2 separate regions of the Gossypium hirsutum genome follow, and region 2 is linked to region 1. Evidence: chromatin contacts called from public Hi-C data. All regions are on one chromosome and are shown on one strand. Each heading gives the region's core, a stretch centred on a gene start, on an enhancer-like site or on the middle of the called end of the contact. The rest is flanking DNA. Distances are from core to core; before and after follow the strand shown. Region 1 has its middle 14 kb from the start of LOC107918377. Region 2 holds the start of LOC121215605 (oxysterol-binding protein-related protein 2A).

Evidence for each region. A called contact is a pair of places that touch in the nucleus more often than the background predicts.
Region 2: a Hi-C map of leaf shows a contact between it and region 1, with 5 times the contacts expected there. The contact joins the promoter of LOC121215605 here to the enhancer-like site in region 1. A contact is called at or near these places in 20 of 34 Hi-C or Micro-C datasets (anther, callus, cotyledon and 6 more).

What each region holds. Positions count from the first base shown.
Region 1 is chrD03:52,871,854-52,877,357 of Gossypium_hirsutum_v2.1, forward strand. No RefSeq gene overlaps it. Among protein-coding and RNA genes, the nearest start is that of LOC107918377, 14 kb to the left of the region's middle. Within about 2 kb of position 2,483, at least 2 of the 9 cell types and tissues checked have an H3K27ac peak or open chromatin away from gene starts, as enhancers often do. A contact at or near this core is called in leaf, where this site is marked.
Region 2 is chrD03:52,913,411-52,918,914 of Gossypium_hirsutum_v2.1, forward strand. It overlaps LOC121215605 (oxysterol-binding protein-related protein 2A), which reads left to right and starts at 2,482. Exons shown (of 12, transcript XM_041090536.1): 1 at 2,482-2,675; 2 at 2,793-3,277; 3 at 5,105-5,464. The coding sequence starts at 2,861.

The sequences.
Region 1 (5,504 bases), core at 1,233-3,732:
TGGCGTCCTCCATGGACTCCTCAAGTTTCCCCACGCGTTCCTCAACAGCCGACAACATCTCCCTCAAAGACTTCCTCGCCCACCTTTGTTCAGACTCTTCTCTTGACATCCCAACGGTGCCTTCGAACCAACTCGAATATCACTTGGTTCAAAACCTGCTCGGAAACCACTTGTCACGGGGCTAGACCTTTCGTCTCGCAATCCGTGCGGCCTTAGGCGATCCGTTTGCTCCAAACTCGCCCAAGTCAGCCTTATCTCAATGAGGATTCTTTAAGAACTCCTCCAAGGCACCAATTGAACAGCGGAAGTGATTTATGCCAAAATAAGCTAAGCAAAAGAACAACAGAAAGAGCGCTCGCAAAGTGTTTGAGTAAATGCTCTCTATTTCTCTTATTCATAAGGAATAATGAAACAATTCAGGAGTGAGTACAAATGAGGGGGAGGCTCTCTATTTATAGTTGAGCTCCCCCAAAACCGACGGTTAAGATACAAATACATCGACGGACGAGATTAACCATATCCCTTTATTTTAGGGATTTACAAGATATGCCATATAAAATCTAATCTAATCTTTACAAGATATGATTCTCTCTATCTTCTAAGATTAGTTACCATATTAGCCTAAGTTGCCATCTCTTCGCTATCGGGCCAACTAGGCTTCAATCTGACAGGCTTCTCCAATATCTCATTGAATCGGGCCAGTTCTCGTGGGCCAAATGATCCCCATCTGAGCAATAGACCTCCATTGGATGCATTTGGTGCGATGGTCACGGGCTTTGAACTGCGGCCCGTGACACTAGGGTCATCTCGAGGTGCAGTCGCTCAGGGTCTAATGTTGAAAGGGGTTTAGAATATTAGTTTTTAGTTTTTAGAGATTAAAAAATTCTTTTAACTTTTAAAAGTAAAAAAAAAATTATCTAACTTTTAAGAGGCCTCAAAAATTCTTTTTTTAGCTTTTAGGGGCCTAATTTTATTTTTACTAACTTTTAAGGGACCTAAAAAAATTTTCTTCGACTTCTAAGTAACCTAAAACCTCATTTTATTGTTTTACCTAGAGCCCAAAAATATTAAGATTGAGACTATTGTAACTATGTTCTGTAAAAAAACTAAGGGTGAGTTGGGAAGGGTTTATCATCCTTTAACCTAAATATCTTTCTCTTTTCTTGTTTGCTGCTCCATTTCTTCAAAATCTGTTTTGCCCAAATGAGTTGGCTAGTTAGTATAAGATACAAAAATTGGAGTGAGTTTATTGGCCCGTTTGGTCCACAACCAATGAGCTCCCCTTTTCAAATGAGTTTGTTTAGTGTGATGGGTCATGTCGGGTTGGTTCATACCCAAGTTTATTTTTGGATCCAAAAAAGTTTATTTTACTATTTAAAAAATAATAAAATAATAAAAATTATATTTTTAAGTTATATATTTTTATAATTAAATTTAAATTTTAAAAATATATTTTATTATTTAAATTGAATTGATTGACCTGATTTTAAAATATAAAAATCATTATTCAAATTCAACCTTAATTAAACCAAGACTATTGAACAGATTATTTGGCCCTTAGATAAGTCTATCAATAAGTAGTGAGTTTAAAATACAGAATTTGGAATAAGTTTATTGGCACGTTTCGTCCACATGCAATTATAGGCTCGTTAATAGAGTGGCTAAAGGAACTCAATCCAATAATCATGCAGTGAACACAAACCATTCTTACCAATAAACCAGTGCCAACTTTGGTTAAATGTGGGCCTTTTACACTTTTAGTATAAACTTTTATCTCTAATATGATTAAGCAATTCATCGCTTTTATCTTCTGAGTCGAAATTAAGGTATTCATCATCAGTAATAGTAACTGTTTTCTTCACTATGAATGTATTTCAAAAAAATAAACGAATAATCATGAAATGTAATTCAGTCCTACGAGTAGTAATCAAACTTCTAACCTCATGCTTTGTCTTCCCTATTACAATATTATGTTGAAACTACTTTTATTCCTCAATTAAAAAGTTCAGTTACCCCATAAAAAAAGGTAGAGCCTTGTCTTCTCTCTTCCCAAATTTGAGGAAATTCTTTTTCATCCCTACACAAAAAATGTTTCGTCTTTTTCCTTGAAAGAAAAAGTTCTCTCTTTTGTTCTTTTCTTTTTTAAAAATTCCAAACACAAAGAAGTATTCGTCCTCGTTCAAATACAAAGCTTCATATACAAAAGGTTTCCTTTTTTTTTCCTCTCAATTTTCTGATTGTGTCATATCATCATACTTTAATAGAATCCGAATTCAAGAATCAGATTGAAATTTTTTTTATCAAGCTTCAATATTAATGCGGACAAAAAAAATTCAGGGACCAAATTGAAAAATTACAAAATTCAAGAATTATATATTACTTTATACCTAAATTTTCTTATTTCTATTTTCAACTTTCAGCTCATTTATGCAAATAGACATGTAAAAGTTACTCATGGGCCTTGCAAAAAGAATCACTAATATATTGGGCTATTCTTGGGCCAATGCTAATGTAGAAGATAGTCAACTATAAGTGCACATTGTAAAGGTTTTATCTAAAAGTTCAATTAAGCCCATTCTTCGTATCGAAGAATGAACTTTCCATTGATCTCATGATATCAGATGTCTTCAGCATAGGTTTTTATGTTTTAGGAGTGACAAAATGATGGAGATTGCTCTAAGTTTCTGCCTACATATTGTTAAATTTCAATGGCATTGTCTATCTGCCTAGGCAGAATCACGTTGCTATGATGTTGTCAATTCTTATAAACAAATGAATAAAGTACTAGGAATTTTTTTAATAAACCATTTGATCATTCAATAATGACCTCAAAGATTTTTAGGAGATTGCTTTAGGTGAAAGTCAAAGTTTTTGTTGAAATGTGATTATTAGGTGATACTTCTTTCCAAAGCCTTTTTCTTGGATTGGAGGGTAAAAGCATATAACTATTCATATGCTCAAAAGAATCTAATACATCTAGATTGCATCATGATCTTTGGATAGTGATGCCAAGAAAATGTTGGCGTGATTGGTGCCCTTATTATCTAAGAAAATGAAAATTGAATCTTAGTTCTTTATCTTTCCCTATTCTTAATGCATGATTAGCCAGCTTGTTTTAATTTGCACAATGCATTTTTTATGTAGAGATTACCTAGGGCTATGATTTACTTTTTCTAATGGCAATACACTTATTCCAAATAGAGGATACTAATGCCAAAAAGAAACTATTTCCACTAATGATGGTGGGGTGAGTGGCACAAAGTTCGAAACCTTTTAAATAAGGTTTCAAATTCAAGTCTTATAGATTGAAAAAATAGACTCAAAAAAAATTACCCCTAATTTAAATGTTCATTCTGGCTTAATTCTAATTTTAATCGTATCAAAACAATGTTCACAAAGTTATTACCCTCTTATTCCAATCATGGATTGATTTTTGGTTGAAAACCAAGATCTTTTTAGGTATACATGTTTGACTTTGGCATAGTTGCGAAGGCAATGCAGCTATTATTAGGGACCATGCTATTAGATATTATATTATATTAAGGCTTGGAGGGCACTTCCTAGTGTTTAACAGGTTCATAATTTAAGGAGATAAATTGTTCTCTAATGATTGATTAGCCAAAAAGGAAAGAGCAAAGACAAACAAAGGAAAGGTGAAAAAGTTAATGATTTGGTCAATCAAAGAAAAGGGTTTGTTTGCACATATGGTACAAAGCTCACTATTGTTTCTTCATGCTTCATTGATTTCCCACTGGCTTTTATATCCATTAAACAAATCTTCTTTGACGCTTCCATATTAAAAAGTTGCTAAACTTAGAGACGGAAAAGAAAAAACCAATTCTAAAGTGGGTTATAGCTCAATCATTCACCTAAGATTTTCTTTTTGCTTGTCAGTAAGCTTATCTTATAGGGTGGTGTACTGTTTGTTGTCTAGCCGACTGTTTTCTTTTATCTTTTTATGCGTGAAATTTCTGTATTTGATAATTATATTAGATCTTAATTAAATTTGAAGTCGAATCAAGTCAAACTCTTAAATAAAAGACAAAACTCATCTAATATTATTTTTACCATCCACAAGACTTAAACCTTTTATATTATATAATTATCAAATTCCTTACCACTCATTCTAAAAAGGCCTCAGTCACTAGAGAACTAATCGTAACATCATACTACTTAGTGGACTAATGCTGACTTCGGCTATGAAAATTGTTAGTTGCAACATTGATTTTGTATCTATTGATGAATTTATATAACTTGCCTTGATAGAAACAGGTCTAATGCCTCTTCTTTTGATTATAGAGCTCTTTGTGGGGTAGATAGAAGATTTGATTGAGGCTCAACGTAAACATTGGATTGGTAAGTCTTAAAGTGATTCTTATCATTATTGTTTCCATGTTCTTAATATGCTTTTACTATTCAATGAAATCGCAATCACATTGCTCTTTCTAATATGCTTTACTATGTACAACTATTTTCACTTTACAGTCCCAAAGCATTAAATTAAGATAATTTAAATTTAAATTTGAAATTTAATTTGATTAATTTGAACTCGATTTAATTATAAAATATCAATAATCAAATCTATCCTATCTGATTTGAATGGATTCCAACAAAAAATAGACAAATGATCAAAGTGGTACAAATTTAAAATGATTTGGACTCTAAATAATCTGATTTCGAAATGATTCAAATAAAAAAGAATCCAAAATGACATAGACTTTAAACCTAAAATGATCTAAACTCTAAATAACTTAATTTTAAAATAATTTAGACAAAAAACTTAAGATGATGGACTCAAAAAACTTCAAACCTCAAGCATAAAAATGCCAATACAAAACACTAAACCTAATTTGAACAAAAAAGAACTGAAATAATTGAAAATGAGCCGATCCAAATTAACATGATCTAAAACTAACCTGACACACGCATTGACAAGTCTAGCTCAAACCCACTTCCTTTTTAAGGGTCCTACCATGGAAATTAAGATGGTCGATTTCATGGACAATGTTATTACAACGCCTGCATTTAGGATTGAACTGATGATGGCCGGTTTCAAGTTGTGTGGTTGACTAGAGATTGGAGGTTGCTGTTGAATATGATAGACTGGCTTTCCTTTCCTTTGAAGTTATCGTTGTTATTGGCGTTTGTCGAGTTGCGGGACATTTGCATATGTGTGCTTTTTGAGTTTCCTTTTTTTTTTTTAACTGAGCTTTCAATGATCTGAGTTTGATCCCTTAAAAAGCCATCTTTGGTGGAAAACAAAGCCTGAAGCCTTTTTGGACCAAGCATCAGTGTCTCAATCATTTCTAGGTGATCAGGTTTAGTATGTGTGTATGTTGGATTGGGTGGTTCACATAAATTGAAAAGTACTTTGGTTTGGGTGATTTTAGATTATTTGATTGAGTTGTTTTGAATTTGAATATTTTAAATTTAGATTAAGCGAATTTGGGTGGTTGAAATTTGAATTAATTAAAATAGATTTTAGTGTTTAAGTTAAAATTGAC
Region 2 (5,504 bases), core at 1,232-3,731, 42 kb after region 1:
TTTTCCATAATTTTGCTGCTATTTCACTATTATATTACTACTATTTTGTTGTTATTGTTTGGATATTGTATAACTCTTGTTTTTATTATTATTTTTGCTACTATTTTTATTGTATGTGGGCAGGCTGGGTTCGGGTTTTAGCTTTTTTATTAGGACTGAGCTTGGACAAAATTTTAGACCCATTTTTTTGAGTTGGGTTAGGTCCGGACCTATAAAACGGGCTTGAAATTTTATTATGGCCAGGCCCAAACCCGACTTGAATTGGCCCATGATCACCTCTAATATGAAGAAAGATTTCAATTATTTTTTAATTGAGTAGGTGCTCGATTAACTTGTGAGATTAATTTAATCAAAAGTTTTATTTATCCTATAAATAATATATATACAAAGTAAAAACCTATATTTTACTAGATAAAAATTTTAATAAATTTCATGAAATTGTGTTTGGAAAGTTAAAATTTAAGTTGTTTAGTATTAAAAATTAATTTAAAAAATTAATGTTAATAAAAGGTGTATTTGCTTAACTATGTTGACCAAAGCATATGTATATAGTTTTTTTTAGTACAATCAACACACAAATACAAATATAGATCTCAAAAGCAGTAAAATAGAATTATTACAGCACAGTCGAGTATAAAGATATTTGAATAAGTAAAATTAAATTATTATAGCACAAACAGACTAAAAGTTAAAAATATCTATATAAAATTGACTAACTCGATTAAAATACACATATGACATTAATACATAATAAAATTTTAAAATTTATATATATAATTACACACGATAAACTTCAAACCGAATACTTAAAACTTCGAACATTTACCTTCACCAACAAGCTAAGGACTCATCCGCAAATACATAGTTTTCAGTTTTAGTCAAAGAAAAGGTGTTATCTCGTATTGCTTTCTTTGGTTTTTGTTATAGTCAAAACTTGAGGATAAATATACCAATGCTGACAAAAGTTAAAACGCAAAAGGTTGAAAACAAGGATAAAAGACTACGGATAAAATTCTTGATGACGCAGTAATTACCTCCTCAATTCACTGTCTTTTTAAACCTCTAATTCTAGTTTTATTCTCTCTCTGTTAAAATTTAATTTTTAATTTTAATTCGATTAATATAAGTATTATTGTCAATGCAAAATGATGTAAGTTCGAGTGTATTGAAGTTCACTATCCTCCTGTTTATAGGTTGAGGGAGGACTATGGGTAGTTCTGAGTATTGTATTAAAAAGAGCATATATGTGATGACCTAATGGTCAATGGTGTTCACTGCTCCAAGTGTGACATGGGTTCAAGTCGTGCTAGTTGCGTTGGTTGTTCGGGTTTTATTCTGTTACTGTAATTCAAAAAAAAGAACAGATTTATTGTTAAAAAATAATATTTAATTTTTTATTTTATTTTTATAGACTTTTGTTTTATTATTATTAAAGTGTGTAACTAGAGTTAAAATCTAATAATGAGATTCCATAGTTTAAAAATATATATAAAAATACTTTTAAATAAACAGTTAATTAAATTTACTAGTAAGCAATATTATAAAAATACATTAAATTATATCATATTAATGTAGCTAAAATGATAATTAGACCGAAGTTTTTAAACCCCCTTTCATAAACTTTTAATGTAAAAATAATAAATAAGTTAAATTAAATCATGTCGAATATTTTCTTTTAATTTATGGGTTGAAAAAATTATGAGTAGATTATATCAATTAAAAAAAAATCTTGTTACTAAAACCTATTAACTTTCAAGGGTTTTCAGAATCAAATTGATAATCGAACTGGTTAGATCACTTGTTCTCAATTTGGCTGATTTTGTTCAATTTCAATTGAATAAATTATAAAAATAGAAAAAAATTGGTTAAATCGTTGTTTCAACTTATTTTTAGTCTAATTTAATTGGTTTCATTTATCAATTCAATTAGATTATAAATCAATTGATCCAACCTTTTATTCATACCTTGTTCGATCCTAGTTCTACAAAATAGTTCTAATCTTGTAGGATACAAAAACAGAGTTTGAACTCTTATTTTATTATTATTATAAATCTTTAAAGTGTTAGAGTGGGATATAATCACTATTCGCTTATGTTATATAATTACAAATGTATAAAAAATTATATCAATAAAAAGAAAAACTCTTATTACTATTTTTTAAATAACCTACTAATATTCAATATTTTTAGAATTGGATCGACAGTCGAATCAATTAGACCATTGATTCTTAGTTTATCTAGTTTTATTTGGTTCAATTGAATAAATTATTAAAAAAAAGAGAATTAATTCAACCAACTCTCAACAAATATTTTTGTTTGTTTTAATCGATTAGGCCGATGGGTTCATCCAACCCAACCCTTTATTCCGGATCAATACCTGGATTGATTCTCGATTTCGGATGGAGTAATCCAATTTTGTTATTAAATCTTACTAGGTTGAATTACAAGTATACCCCAATCTCAAGAAAAAGAAAAAGAAAAACATAAAAAAAGGAACTAAATTATTATTAAAAATGCGATAGTTTCAAGCTTAATTAAATAAATAAAAAAAAGAGGCTCCTCATTTTAGTAATCCATACCTTCTCTTTCATTTACAAATCTCTCAGTTTCAGAGCTCACTTCACAAATCTAAAAACCTCAAACTCCCTCGAAATCACCTTTACAACCCAAAGAAATGTATCTTCTTTAAACCCTAAATCAAATTTCACTTACAATTTTCTTTATAGAAAAATTTAATTTTTACTTCTCTCCATTTTTGATATGTTGTTATAATATTTTCTTTTGTTGTTGCAGCTATCGATTCGTTTTTTTTTCGATGGAAAGAAGTGGATTGTGATCGAGATCGAGAGAGGAAAGCAAAAATGCGGGTGAAGGAAATGCATCCGTTATGTTGTATATCGTTAGAGAGTCCCGGCGACGGTGACCAGTCACCGGAAGTTTCGTTGACTCGAGCTAGGAGCATGCCGGCAGGGAGTTTTTCCGGATCTGAAATAGTTAATGCGACTGCGAGGTTGACGGCGGGAGGATCCGAAGGGACTGTCGCTGGGATTCTTTATAAGTGGACTAATTACGGGAAAGGATGGAGATCCAGGTGGTTTTTGCTTCGGAATGGAATGTTATCTTACTCGAAAGTTCGTCGGCCTGAAGCTCTTAACCTCATCTCTCCGACCGATGATGTCAGATTGATCGGTGATGTCTCGAGCAATCGGCTTTCGAGGATGGATAGTTGTAGCGGTAGACGGAAACACCAGAAAACCGTTGGCATTGTTCATTTAAAGGTATATATATCAGAAAAAAAAAGAAAATCGACTTTCAAAAATTCCAAAACAAATATAGAATTGAGCCAATAGAAAATAGATGATCAAAGTGATCCGTTTTGGCGGTAATATAACTTGTTTTTCGGAACATAGTTAATATATTTTGATTCAAGATACTGAACCGATCTGTTACCATCTAGCAATTATGTCATTTTATACTAATTTTGGGTTTTTGCATCTGAAGATATTAAAATAGCAGGCATTGAAAACTGAGCTAATTAAATAACCAGAAAAGAAAAAGTAAATTGAAGAGCAAGAACCGTAGGTGAAGAGCAAGAACCGTAGGTTGCTTGCATTGTTCGGCATGAAGTTCTGCATAATTTGTTCAAAGGATCTTCAAAACAATTTTGCCGTGGACCTTCTTTTTCTCTCTCTTTCTTTCTATGTTGTTTTGTGATTTTCAATTTTCATGTTTAACTGGTGAAAAAAGTAGAATAATTATTTTTAATGTATATTTTTACAGTTTTAACTGGTTGTTTATGTAGAGTGGGTCACATCAGCAGGTGGGCTTGGAGGGCTGTGATAGGGTATGGTGTAGGTCTAGGATTTAAGCTGTGGTCACATCATCGTTTAATCGGTTATCGATAGATGATTGAAGTTTTCAAAGCTATCAAAAACGATTCAACAAACTTGAAATGTGATCCTTCCCTTTTCGTTCCTTTATTATTTCATCTTTTTGGTTTTCCCCCTCACTTCCCACGTTTTATCATGCTCACTCTTTCTCTTCAGCCAAGTGCATTCCCTTTGCTTGCCAGCCGCTCTAGTTTTCTTTCTTTCAAGGTGATGAGGGAAGTATGAAGAGGGTTTCTTTATTTTTTTTCCTATCTCTTTTCAAAGGAAAAAAAATGATGTAATGTTGTAGAAATCAAACGGTGATGAGGATGGAGTATTTCTCTGAAATGTCGAAGTGGGTTTTTGTTTGTTGCCGTCCTTTTTTTGAGTTTTGCATATTTTGTCTCGTAATAGGGAGGTAACTTCTTTATTTTTAACATTTTACATTGTCTTATTTCATAGTTTTTATGGGTTTTATTTTTTAGTAAAATAAACATTGAGAAAAAGAAAAGGAAAAAGATAAGCGTGGGGACTTGAGACTTTTAGGTGGGGCTTGACTGGTTAAGTTTATAAAGAATTTTATGGTTGGACAGAACAACGTTTAGAAACGGGAAAACTCAAACGATAACATAATAGTAATATTTATTTTGAATTTGTTTTAAGTATATTCTCCTATGGTCGAGTAGATCCAAATGGCGATTCTTCATCTTTGTTTTATCCCTAGACAGTTGTAATCCTCAAAAAGTAGCATGGGATTAGGTGATGAAGTTTGGGTTTTGTTTTTCTGTTGCTAAGAGTTTGTTTGTTTGTTGCTAAAACAAGTTTTTCTTAGAAACTTACAGTACCTTTTTTCTTTTCTTTTCTTTTTTCTTTTTTTGTATCCATCTGGCGTTTGATGGTAATTGGGTTTGGCTTCTGCTGAGGTTACACCTTGATAGCCTAAAGGTTGGTTCTTGGTTGTCTAAGCTACAGATATGTTGTTTTTCTTCGGGTGATTCCAGAAAATTTCCAGCAGTAACGATCCAATCTTGGTGAGGGATACAAGGATTAATTGAGCTTTTCAACTTGCATTATCTTGAATTGATTGCATTTCTTTTCCTTTCTTTGTTTCTTGAAATGGACTTTTTAGACATGTTTTGACTCATGCATATAAATTCATCTTGATCAATGTGATCATGCCTCTTTAAGGGAACTCTTGCATAACTCATGGGGCTGTTAATTGGATTCTTGTAGCAGATCTCGTCATTTCGGGAGAGCAAATCTGATGACAGACGGTTTTACATTTTCACTGCAACAAAGACCCTTCATTTGAGAACCGATTCTAAGAAAGATCGGGTCGCTTGGATACAAGCTTTGGTATCAACCAGGAGCCTCTTTCCACTGCGACCGCTAAATGATAATCTCTCTCTTGTCCCCCGTGATTTGTCTATATCAACTGATAGGCTCAAGAAACGGTTGCTTGAGGAGGGAATCAGTGATAACCTTGTGAAGGACTGTGAGCAGATTATGCTCTCAGAGTTCTCGGAGATACAAGGACAACTTAAAGTACTTTGTGAAGAAAGATCTATTTTGCTTGACACATTAAGGCAATTGGAGGTAATGTGAAGTCACTAATAATAACAACTATTTCTCATGG